2 separate regions of the Callithrix jacchus genome follow, and region 1 is linked to region 2. A link is a contact called in public Hi-C data. All regions are on one chromosome and are shown on one strand. The core of a region is the stretch at or near the end of the contact, and the rest is flanking DNA. Distances in the headings are between cores, read along the strand shown.

Region 1 (5,138 bases), core at 1,824-4,323, 270 kb after region 2:
GGGCTGTGGTTTGGGCGACTGGGGGGCTGCCCAAGAATGCCCCAAGCCTCCCCAGGTGGGGCCAGCAACCCTAGGAGAGTGGAATTGGCCATGGGGCGGGACTTAGGTGAGATGTGGCCCCGCTTCCGAGGCACCCGGGGCCGGGGCTGGCCCTCGTGGTCATCATACTCAGTGTCCTCTGAGCCGGGAGGACCATCATCCTGGCCACAGATGACCTGTGGAGGGAGTCGTGAGTACAGTGAGAGCCCTGTCCCTGGAGGTCCACCCCCAGCCCCACCAGCATCACCTCTTTCCCTGCCACTGCACTCTGATCTGGGTGAGGGGCTCCTGCACGTTGCTTACTGAAACTGGGGAGCAAGTGTACACTCTAGGTTGTATACATGTCAGGTTCTGACAGTCAGGTCACCCCTCATGTCCTTTCCTCACTGTCCTGTCTGGGCCACGATTCAAAGTCTCAAGGATGGACAATAATTCTTTCCAGTGGACTGTGGCACCAGGGACAATGGCTCCTACCCTTAGGGAGTCCCCAGACTGATGGGGGAAGTCCAGCTTCTGATCCCAGGGAGCCCCCATCTGATGGCAGAAGCATCATTCCTGTGCTGACAGAGCCCCTGATCTGATAGGAGGTGGAATCCCTGCCTCTGTGAAATCCCCAGGCTGATGGGGGAGGCATAATCTCCGTCCTCAAAGAGCCCTGAGTCAGATAGGGGAGCACCATCCAAATCCTGGGAGAGCCCCTGCTTTGACAGGAGAGGCTAGCCTCTGCCCTTTGGGTCTTCCTAGTCTGTTGGGTAAGACACCGTCCCTACCCTAGGGTAATTTCTACCCTTAGATGCAAAGAGAACCACCAGACAATGAAATAAGAAAGCAGAACACAGTGAAATTCTCAAGCATGAATACAGTTTTTAGGGTGGGCAAGAGGACTAGGGGAGACTGGGAGTGAACGCCACACTCAGGATGGCCATGGGAATGGAAAGCCAAACACCTCTCCAGGGGACACTGACGATGACGTGCCAAGATGTTACTTGCATTCTGAGGTAGCTCTCATTCCCATTTCACAGATAAGGACACCGGGCTCAGAGGTTACACCACTACAAGACTGAGTTCACATAGGGTCATCCCTTCCGTTACACTCCACACTCCCAGCCTCCCAGACCAGATGTGTCTTTTTGAAAGGGTTTTATCGCCTCTGAAATCTGCAGGGGCTCATCCTCCCTCTGCTGGATCAGCTATGGTGACAAGCCACACCTGGGGAGATTCCTGGAGGTGCCACAGGGAGAATGGGACAGCAGTGGGGGGCATCGGGGTTGGCAGAGCTTCCTGAGGGCACAGCCTAGCTGTGTGTCTGCTCAGCTCTTGAAAGGGACCACTTGCCCTAGGTGTCTTTACCACTGGCACCGGGGGGCACTGGCTCAGCTGGGCAGCATCCGGATTTGGTGACACTGGAGTGGGGACAATACAGTTCCAAGGGGCTGTGGGGTCTTCATGCCCGTGTTCTGGCCTGGGTGGTGCCAGCCACTGTGTACTGTGGCCGAATCTGTCTCTGCCCCACAGTTCAGGCTGGCCCTGTCTGCCAGGCCCCAGGGGTGGGGTAGAAGGACAGCTAGGAGGGGAGGTTCGGGGACTGGCTCAGGGCTGCAGACCTGAAGGTACTGGCTCCTGGGGGTCACGGCTGCGTGGCTGAAGGGTAAAGGGCCACAGGTGGGGCCGTGAGAACGGGAAGGCTCTTCCCACAGTAGCATGGGGCGGTGGCAACGGGCTTGTTTATTAAAGGGGCAGGTCCAGACGCGGGGCTGAGGCTTCTCCACGACAGGATTGCCGGGAGGGTTGGCGGACTCTCGGTCGGAGGGGAGTTTAGCCCCGGGCTGGGTTCATGGAGGGGTTCCCCTGCGCCCTGGGCCGCCGAGAAGCCGCGGAACCGGTGCACGGGGAGCGGGCTCTGGGCGCTCCGCTCAGCTGCCGCGAGCGCCCGGGGCGGGAGCCGCCTGCCCAGGTCCTGTGGGGCTCCGGCTGCGCGCAGCCGGGAGAGGAGAGGAAAACAACAGGCGGGGAGGGAGGGAGCGGGAGGGAGGGCGGGAGCGAGGGACGCGGGGGCCGCCCCCAGCCTGGACTGGCTCCGCGCTCTGGGGGACTCAGAGCCCGGGCTCTCTGGATCCCGGAGGTCAGGGGAAAAGCCTGCAGGTCACCAGCTCCACTGCCCGGCCCCCTTCCGAGGTCCTGGGGCTCCTGAAAGGGGTCGGGTAATCCTGGCGACCCAGCTCCGGGCCTTTTTCCGAGCGCTGGTCGCACCTCCAGCCACCCGCCGCGGAGTGGGTGGGCCAGACAAGCACCCTCTCCCCGCCCCTATTAACCCTATCTGTCGAGCCTCCGGCCTCGGACCCGCCCTCTCCCCCAGCCTCCAGTCTTCCCCGCCATCCCCGGGATGTCGGGGGAAGGGAGAAAGTTTCAGGGCTCGCAAGCTTCCCGCGCTCTCCCCCGATCCTCCGGGCCCCCGCCCCTCCGCGCAGCTCCCCGCGGACCACTCACCAGATAGAGGCTGCCCTGCACCAGGAACACGAAGCAGCAGCGAGTCAGTTGCATCCTCCTCCTCCGCTCTCGTCCTCTCGCTCTCCTCTTCTCCTTTCGGGGTCCCAGGCCTCTTCGTCCCCTTCCTGCTCCTTCAGGCGCGCCGTCCCATGCTCCAGTCCCCGGCGGCCCGCGGCCCTCCCCTCAGCCGGTCGCCCAGGGCCGACCCCGCCCCCTTCGGTCCAGCTGTGCTGCCGCCGCCCCCCTCCCCTGGTCCAGCTGCGCGTGGCGCGGCCCCCACTCGAGGTCCCAGATGTGCGCCCCGAGCGCCTCGAAGGGCCCCAGCTGCGCCGTGGCTCCGCGGCTCCAGATCTGTGCTCGGCGCCCCCCTCGGCTCCAGCGGCGCCGCTTTCGCCCAGATGTGCTGGGGACCTGCGCGCGTGCCCGTCCTGGTGCTAATTCCCCAGACCAGGCTGTTCTCCCGCCCCGTCGCGGCGCGCCCCCTGGCGGACGCCCCCGGCCGCGCGGAGCCCCGGCCGCCCGCTCCCCGCGCTGTGCCCCGCCAGACTGGAGCGCTCCTGGCGCCCAGGCTGCTCCCGCTTCCTCGTCCCTCCCACCGGCGGCGGCGGCGGCGGCAGGTACAGTGAGCCCAGCCGGTACCTCCGGAGTTAACTCCTCCCCTGCCGGCCCGCAGCCCGGGGACCTAGGACGCCAGCTCTCCAGCCCGAAGGGGACCGCACGCGGGGGCGGAGTAACTCTTGGAGAAGAAGGGAGAGCCAGGGGATACGGACCCTACCGTTTCCACGCCTCTGGCAGAGCGCCCGTTTCCCCGGAGGGGCAGCGAGAATCTGCTGCCCTGCCCCCAACCTAGGAGTCCTGGAATTCAGAAAGATCCTTTTTTTTCAAAACCCATTCTAAGAGCCAAAACCTGTGGTGAGGGAAGTTCTTCTGGGTGTCTAGCCTGCACTCCTTTTATTACGATGTCTGTTCCTTCCCTCTTCTACTTTACTTGGAGGGGCTGAGATAATCCCTGGACCGTCTAGGTCTAGTCACTGTGACAGGAAGCATTTGGCTGGGCCCTGGGCTGAAAAGGCTGTTAGGGGCCAGCTGGATTCTGGGGCCCTGGGCAGGTCCTGAGAAGCTGGAGAGTGAGGTGGACAAGGCTGTCCTAGAGGCTGTCCCGTCATTCTTCACTACTTACCCTCTCTACACCACGGGGGCCTCCAGGCTGAGAGGGGCTCCTGTCCCAGTGGGGTCTCTGCAAACCTCTAGGGCAAGAAGGAAGAACACGACCCTGATCTGACATTCCCAAAGATGGGGGCCCATCCTCCATCACCCCTACTCTGTATCTTCAGGTCTCCTTTCTGGAATTTCAGGGTCCCTTTAGTCTTTAGAAAAATAAAAGGTCAAGTCCTGGCACCCCTTGGAGGCTATGAAGGTGAGGAGGCACCCCATCATTCAGAGCGGTCCCAGCTTGGCCTGGGCCCAAGGAGCGTGGTGGGTGGGCGCTCTGCTCTGTGGCCCTCTGAGGCCCAGCTTGGTCCCGTGGCTGCAACCCCGGCACGCACCCAGCCTCCTCCCCCACCATCTGCCAGGCGGGTGCGCGGGGAATGCAGATGAATCTTAATATCAGCCTGGGCCAAGTGCGATGAGGGAGACAGATTCTGCAAAACCCAGGCAGCGTCACAGAGCCCCCTGCATTTCCAGGCACCCTGGGCTATACCAAGATGCAACAGCTCTTTCCTGGTGGTGGTGGGGGAGAGGGGGTTGTACATGTTTAGTCAAAGACCCCCCAAAGCCAGGGGAGGAAGGAACAGGCAAATCTTTGTTTTGGCCTCTGAGCCTCTGGTCCGGCTGGGAGAGAGAAGCTGTTGGCCTGAGTGTGGGCAGTTGGTTCCGGTGCTCCTAGGCAGGGGGCGTAGCTGGGCCCACTCCTTGTCTGGTTTCCAGAAGGTCCTGTCCCTAGGAGAGCTGTGTGGCCCAGAAGAAAGAGCACAGGTTTTCAGGCCAGACAGTCCCAGATTCTGTTCCAGACCTGGCTGTGTGACCTTGGGCAGGTTACTTTGGTTCTCTGATGTCCGTTTCCTGATCTGTTCTTGCAAGAACCAAATGAGAGAAAATGTGCAAACAAAGCACAGGCACGGTGGCTGGCGGGCAGTCGTAGGAGTGCAATAAACGGAAGTTCTCAGTTCTCCACTTCCCACACGTTTGCTCTGCCTGCTCCTCCTGCCAGGCTTGCCCTCACTCCCCTCTTGGTCATTTCTGCCTCTCACTTTGTTTGAGTCCCCCCGCCCGTATTTATCCATCACCTCCTGGCCAAGCCTATCCTCCGTGCCAGGCGCCAGGCCAGGGGTTGAGATAGAGATGAATGGGACACCGTCCCTGCCCTCAAGGATCTCTTCGGCAAGTGTGGAACAGAGACATGAAAATCGATAATTATAACTCAGGGTGGTGAGTGGAATAACAGATCCTTGAACAAGGAAGGCATTACAGATGCGCTGAGGAAGCGGGGTGGGGGGGGATAGGGGCGGGAGGGTCAGAGATGACTTCCTGGAGGAGGTGAGACTGCGGGTGTGAGGAAGAGCCTGCCTGGCAAGGGCTAGTCCTGGCAGAGGGCACTGAATGACTAAAGG
Region 2 (5,195 bases), core at 1,399-3,898:
CCTAGAGCAAGCCCAGCCTGCCTCAGTTTACACACCTGTGGATGAAAGGCAACATTCTGTTCCTCTAAAGAACCTGTTAATGACAGTGGAAAACCCCAAATGGAGTGTGAGGCACTAGGCACCCTGCGCTTGGGGGAGCTCAGTGAGAGGCTGGGGGACTGCCTCCCTGTAGAGTTGAGACCAACCCACCAGCCAGGACTGGCTGCCTGGGAATTAGGCTAAGCTGGGGAAGCTGCCTTTTAGCAAATTCAGGGATTCTGAAGCCATCCAGTTTAGAACCCACCAAAAAGATTCCTGAAGTGGGTGGGGTAGGATGGTGGGAAGTGGGAGGGTAGTCCTCCCTCAAACACTCCATACTTGCCCTTATTCATCTCTGCCTTGGCTGGCCTAGACTCAGGGTGAGTGCAGGTTTATTAAGAAGCTGCTGAGCCAGGCACAGTGGCTCACGCCTGTAATCCCAGAACTTTGGGAGGCGAAGGTGGGCGGATCACAAAGTCAGGAGTTCAAGATCAGCCTGACCAATATGGTGAAACCCTGTGTCTACGAAAAAAATAGAAAAATTAGCTGGGTGTGGTGGCAGGTGCCTGACTCGTGAGGCTAAGGCAGGATAATTGCTTGAATCTGGAAGGCAGAAGTTGTAGTGAGCTGAGATCACGCCACTGCACTCCAGGCTGGGCGACAGAGCAAGACTCCTTATAAAAAAAAAAGGAAGAACCTACTGTATGCCAAGCACACATCTATCCAGCCCCACTCTGAGATACCCTGGCATAATCAACAATCACATGGCTGACTAGCAGAGGTGCCCTCAGCCCAGCTGTCCCTTGAGAACTGGAGCCAAGCTGCTTCTTCCAGGGGTGAACAGCCCCGAGCTAGGCTGTGCAGATCAGTGAGCAGAGCAAGGGTTGCATTTCACATCCACTAGCCCCCTCGGCAGCCGGCCTTGTGCAGGACACAACCTGCACAACCTCGCACAGCAGCCGGTGGGGAGCCATAGAGATCCAAGTAGGAGATGTTGGCAAAGGAGTCAATTACTTGTTGCTGGAGACCGGAAGAGACAGAAGAATTCTATGGAAAAGGTGAATATTAAACTGGATCTTTAAGAATGAATGGGAGTTCACCAGGCGGAAAGGGAGGTCCCGCAGAGGCAACAGCCTGTCCTAGGACAGGGGTAGGGGTGGCCTGGGAAGGAGGGCATGCTCTTCCCTTGCTCCCACCACTATGCTGGCACATGTCAAATCAAACGTAGCTTATCAGCCAACCAGAGGGCTCCGTGCCTGGACTGTGAGATGCGACAGAATGCGGACAGTGTCTTACTCATCTTCCACAGCCCACTGCCTCACCCAATGCCAATAATTGTGGGTTTGTTTGTTTGTTTTTAAGCAGAGTCTCACTCTGTCTCCCAGGCTGGAGTGGAGCGGTGCAACCTTAGCTGGCTGCAACCTCTGCCTCCCGAGTTCAAGCAATTCTTCCTCAGCCTCCCAACAGCTGGGACTATAGGCACATGCCACCACACCCAGCTAATTTTTGTATTTTTAGTAGAGACAGGGTTTCACCATGTTGGCCAGGATGGTCTCGATCTCTTGTCCTTGTGATCTGCCCACCTCGGCCTCCCAAAGTGCTGGGATTATAGGCGTGAGCCACCGCATCCAGCCCCCCAGTGCCAATAATTGTAACAGTAAGCTTGGTCAGCAGGTAGTAAATACTGACCATCATACCTTGTGCTGTGTTCCTGGGCATCATCTCATTTCAGCCTCAAACTCTGGAAACACGTGCTATTATTAATCCTGTTTTACAGACAAGGATTCTCAAGGAGTTAATAATATGCCTAAGGTCACACAGCTGTTTAGTAGTGGGGCCAGAAATGGAACCCAGGCCTCTCTGACCACAGAGCCCTTGTTCTAGACTGATGAGCGGACAGATGGATGAATGGATGGAAGGATAGGCGAGAGGAAGAACTCAACGAAGGACCATGAACACCATGCTAGGGAGCCTGAATTCACTCAAGGGCAGTGGGGAGATGCTGGAAGGTTGTGAGCAGGAGAGACAGGTCAGTTTAGGGATTTAGAAAGATCACTTTGACAACAGGGGAAAGATCATTTAGAGCCAGTGATGCTTGAAACCTGCAGCCATTTTTCTGGCAAATCCCAATTCCCACTTGTGGGGAGGCTCATTCCTTTAAGTACTGTGTTATTTCTCTTAGAGCAAGACTGTCCCCTGTGTGTGTTCTTATGCACACAGTGACTACTGATGGAGAATGCTGGAGAGGAGGGGCTCAAAGACAGGAAAAGGAGACAGGAGGGGACACTGCTCATTTCCAGGGAGAGGCCTCTCTGTATAGGAGAGCAGAGCACCAGGAAGCGAGAAGCTATACGGCCCCCTCCCTATTTCCAAGATGAGAAGGTCCCTTCAGGGTTTCCAGCCTGGAAGCTGCAAGCCCCAGGTCCCCACACACTGCCCCACTGTGCACCTGCCACCAGGGAAACACAGCCAAAGGTGAGGCAGATGTTGCATCAGAGTGTTAAGCCCTGGGATCAAATATTAGCGGGGGCACTGGAGGTCTGATCCCTCCTCCTGAGCAGCTGCTAATATCATTGGCCTTTCCAGCCAGGGAGGGAGGGGAGTCACAGAAACCTGCCTGGGGATCAGTTAAAGCTGAAGGAAGGAAGCAGGAATAGGACCTGAAAACAGGGTGCGTTTCCCCTACCTAGACTCAAGGAGCCAAAGAACGGACCAAAGCCTGCAGGAAGCAGGCGTCTTCAGGCTGAGAGGGGCTCCCAGAGGGTTCCGGGGCAGAGCAGGCTCACCATGCTGCCTTGCCTAGCCCTGCTTCTCCTGATGGAGCTGTTCGTGTGCACTGTGGCAGGTGATGGTGGAGAGGAACAGGCACTCAGCACTGAAGCAGAGACCTGGATAACTGTGGCCTTAGAGGTACCTTTGGGGAGAGGCTCTGACCAGGGCAGGGGATGATGGATGGTGGAGGGGCAAAAGATCCCGTGTGTGGCTGCCAGAACAGGCTGTGCCCTGTAAGGCAGGTTGCTCGACTCTCTTCCATGAGTAGATTCAAGGCTATGAGCCCTGGCCTGGCAGACCTCCAAAGTGCGTGAGTGTGTGTGTGTATTCAAGAAATACTTATTTAACTCACGGTATAAGAAATACTTACTTAACTCACGGTATATTTCTGGCACTGTCTGAAATACTTTATAAATATTAACTCAATCCTCCTATTAACCTCATGGGGAAGGTATCATAATTATCCCCCATTTCATAGATAGGGAAACTGAGGCACAGAGAAGTAGTTTGTCCAAGGTTGCACAGCTTCAAAAGCACAACTACACACCTTGCCCAAGGTCTGATTCTGCGTATCTGTGCATCTGAGGAGCTTTTCCAGAATTTCAAGAGGATTAACTTAAACAAGACCACCATTTGTTCTCACATGTAGAAATGACCAGCATCCACACTACCCCCACTCCTGCCTGACAGTCTGATTGAGGAAGCAAAGATCCTGACCTCAGGGATCCCCTAATCAGACAAGGGAGAGAGCCCAACAAACCAGAGACAAAGGCGGACAAATAAGAGGCCAGTGCTCAGGGAGGGCTTCTAGGGGACAGGCAGGACAAGACTGGGCTTGGCGCCTCCCATTTCCAGGATGGTGAGGACACTGGGGTGGACCTTGGCTTTCAGTCCTGGGCCATGGTGAGGTCCTCAGAAGCACCTAGAAATGGGGCCACAGGGGCTGGACGCAGTGGCTCACATCTATAATCCCAGCACTCTGGGAGGCCAAGGTGGACAGATCACCTGAGGTTGGGAGTTTGAGACCAGCCTGACCAACATGGAGAAAACCCGTCTCTACTAAAAATACAAAATTAGCTAGGTGTAGTGGCGCACGCCTGTAATCCCAGCTACTCGGAAGGCTGAGACAGGAGAACTGATTGAACCCGGGAAGCAGAGGTTGCAGTGAGCTGAGATAGAACCAATTGCACTCCAGCCTGAGCAACAAGAGCGAAACTCTGTCTCAAAAGAATGAATGAATAAATAAATAAATGGGGACCCAGGAAGAGCTGTCAAATGGACAGTCCTGCATGGTGGGTTTCCTCTCTGGTCTGTCTGAACCTGGCAGTGTGTGCAGTGAGGAGAAGGCAGCAGGGCTGGGAGCATCTCCACTGACGCCCGCCGCTTTCCAGAAATGGAGGGAAGTGACCCCTGCAAGGCTTTCCTCTAACTTTGACAAGCTTTATAGAGTCAGTGCCAAACATCAGGTACCTTGTCTAGAGACAGAAGCCTCGCTGGGTGATGCCGCCTCACTATGCAGCCCCATGGGAAACGTTGTTATAAACAACTAGCACTGCTAGACGACCTCCCAAAAGCACCTCCTCCTGCAGCTGGGTCTAATCCTTATTCTCCTTTCACTCTCCTTTAATATAATATCCCTCTGCTTCCCAAGACACAGGGCTTGGAATATGGGAGGAGAGACTGGGTTAGAAGTCAGGAAGAACTTAGGAACACTGTGGGATGCTAAGGATAACATAAGTGATGGCCGGCTGTGGAGTTTCACGCCTGTAATCCCAGCACTTTGGGAGGCTGAGGCAGGAGGACTGCTGGAGGCCAGGAGTTCAAGATCAACCTGGGCAACACAGAAAGACCCCGTCTCTACAAAAAATAAACAAAATTAGCCAGGCATGGTGGTGCACACCTGTGGTCCCAGCTACTTGAAAGGCTGAAGTGGGAGGATCTGTGGAGCCTGGGGAGTTGAGGCTGCAGTGAGTGGTCCTGTGCCACTGTGCTCCAACCTGGGCAACAGAGCAAGACTCTGTCTCAAAAAAAAAATGAGGTGACAGGAATGGGAGATGATCTCATCACTTACCTCCCTTGCTCTCGGGGCTCCCCACCTATAGTCATCCCTGGAGCTGGGGATTTGGGTTAGATGGATATGGAGATCTCTGGGTGGGGCAGGAGTCTTTTAGGAATGAATGGGAACCAATGCCTCCAAATGCCCCTGCCCCCCCCACCAGAAACCCAGGGGGAGAAAGGTCAGTCCTACTCAATTCATAAGTGTCCATTCTCTCCAGCTTGCACCTGAAGGCTACCTCTTACCAAGGCAAAGTGGTTTTCATGAGTTTTTCAGAAATGGGTCCAAATCTCCAAAGAGACTTTTCTGGTTCTTAGCCAGGCTGGATGATTCCAGCCCAAGGTAGCTT

What was found. A called contact is a pair of places that touch in the nucleus more often than the background predicts.
Region 1: a Hi-C map of skeletal muscle shows a contact between it and region 2, with 4 times the contacts expected there. The contact joins the promoter of NXPH3 here to the promoter of TAC4 in region 2. A contact is called at or near these places in 2 of 3 Hi-C or Micro-C datasets (induced pluripotent stem cells and skeletal muscle).

The regions. Positions count from the first base shown.
Region 1 is chr5:116,745,467-116,750,604 of calJac240_pri, forward strand. NXPH3 (neurexophilin 3) reads right to left here and starts at 3,074. Exons shown (of 2, transcript XM_002748452.7): 1 at 2,527-3,074; 2 at 1-215. The coding sequence starts at 2,580.
Region 2 is chr5:116,473,129-116,478,323 of calJac240_pri, forward strand. TAC4 (tachykinin precursor 4) reads left to right here and starts at 2,649. Exons shown (of 4, transcript XM_008997392.5): 1 at 2,649-2,928. The coding sequence starts at 2,806.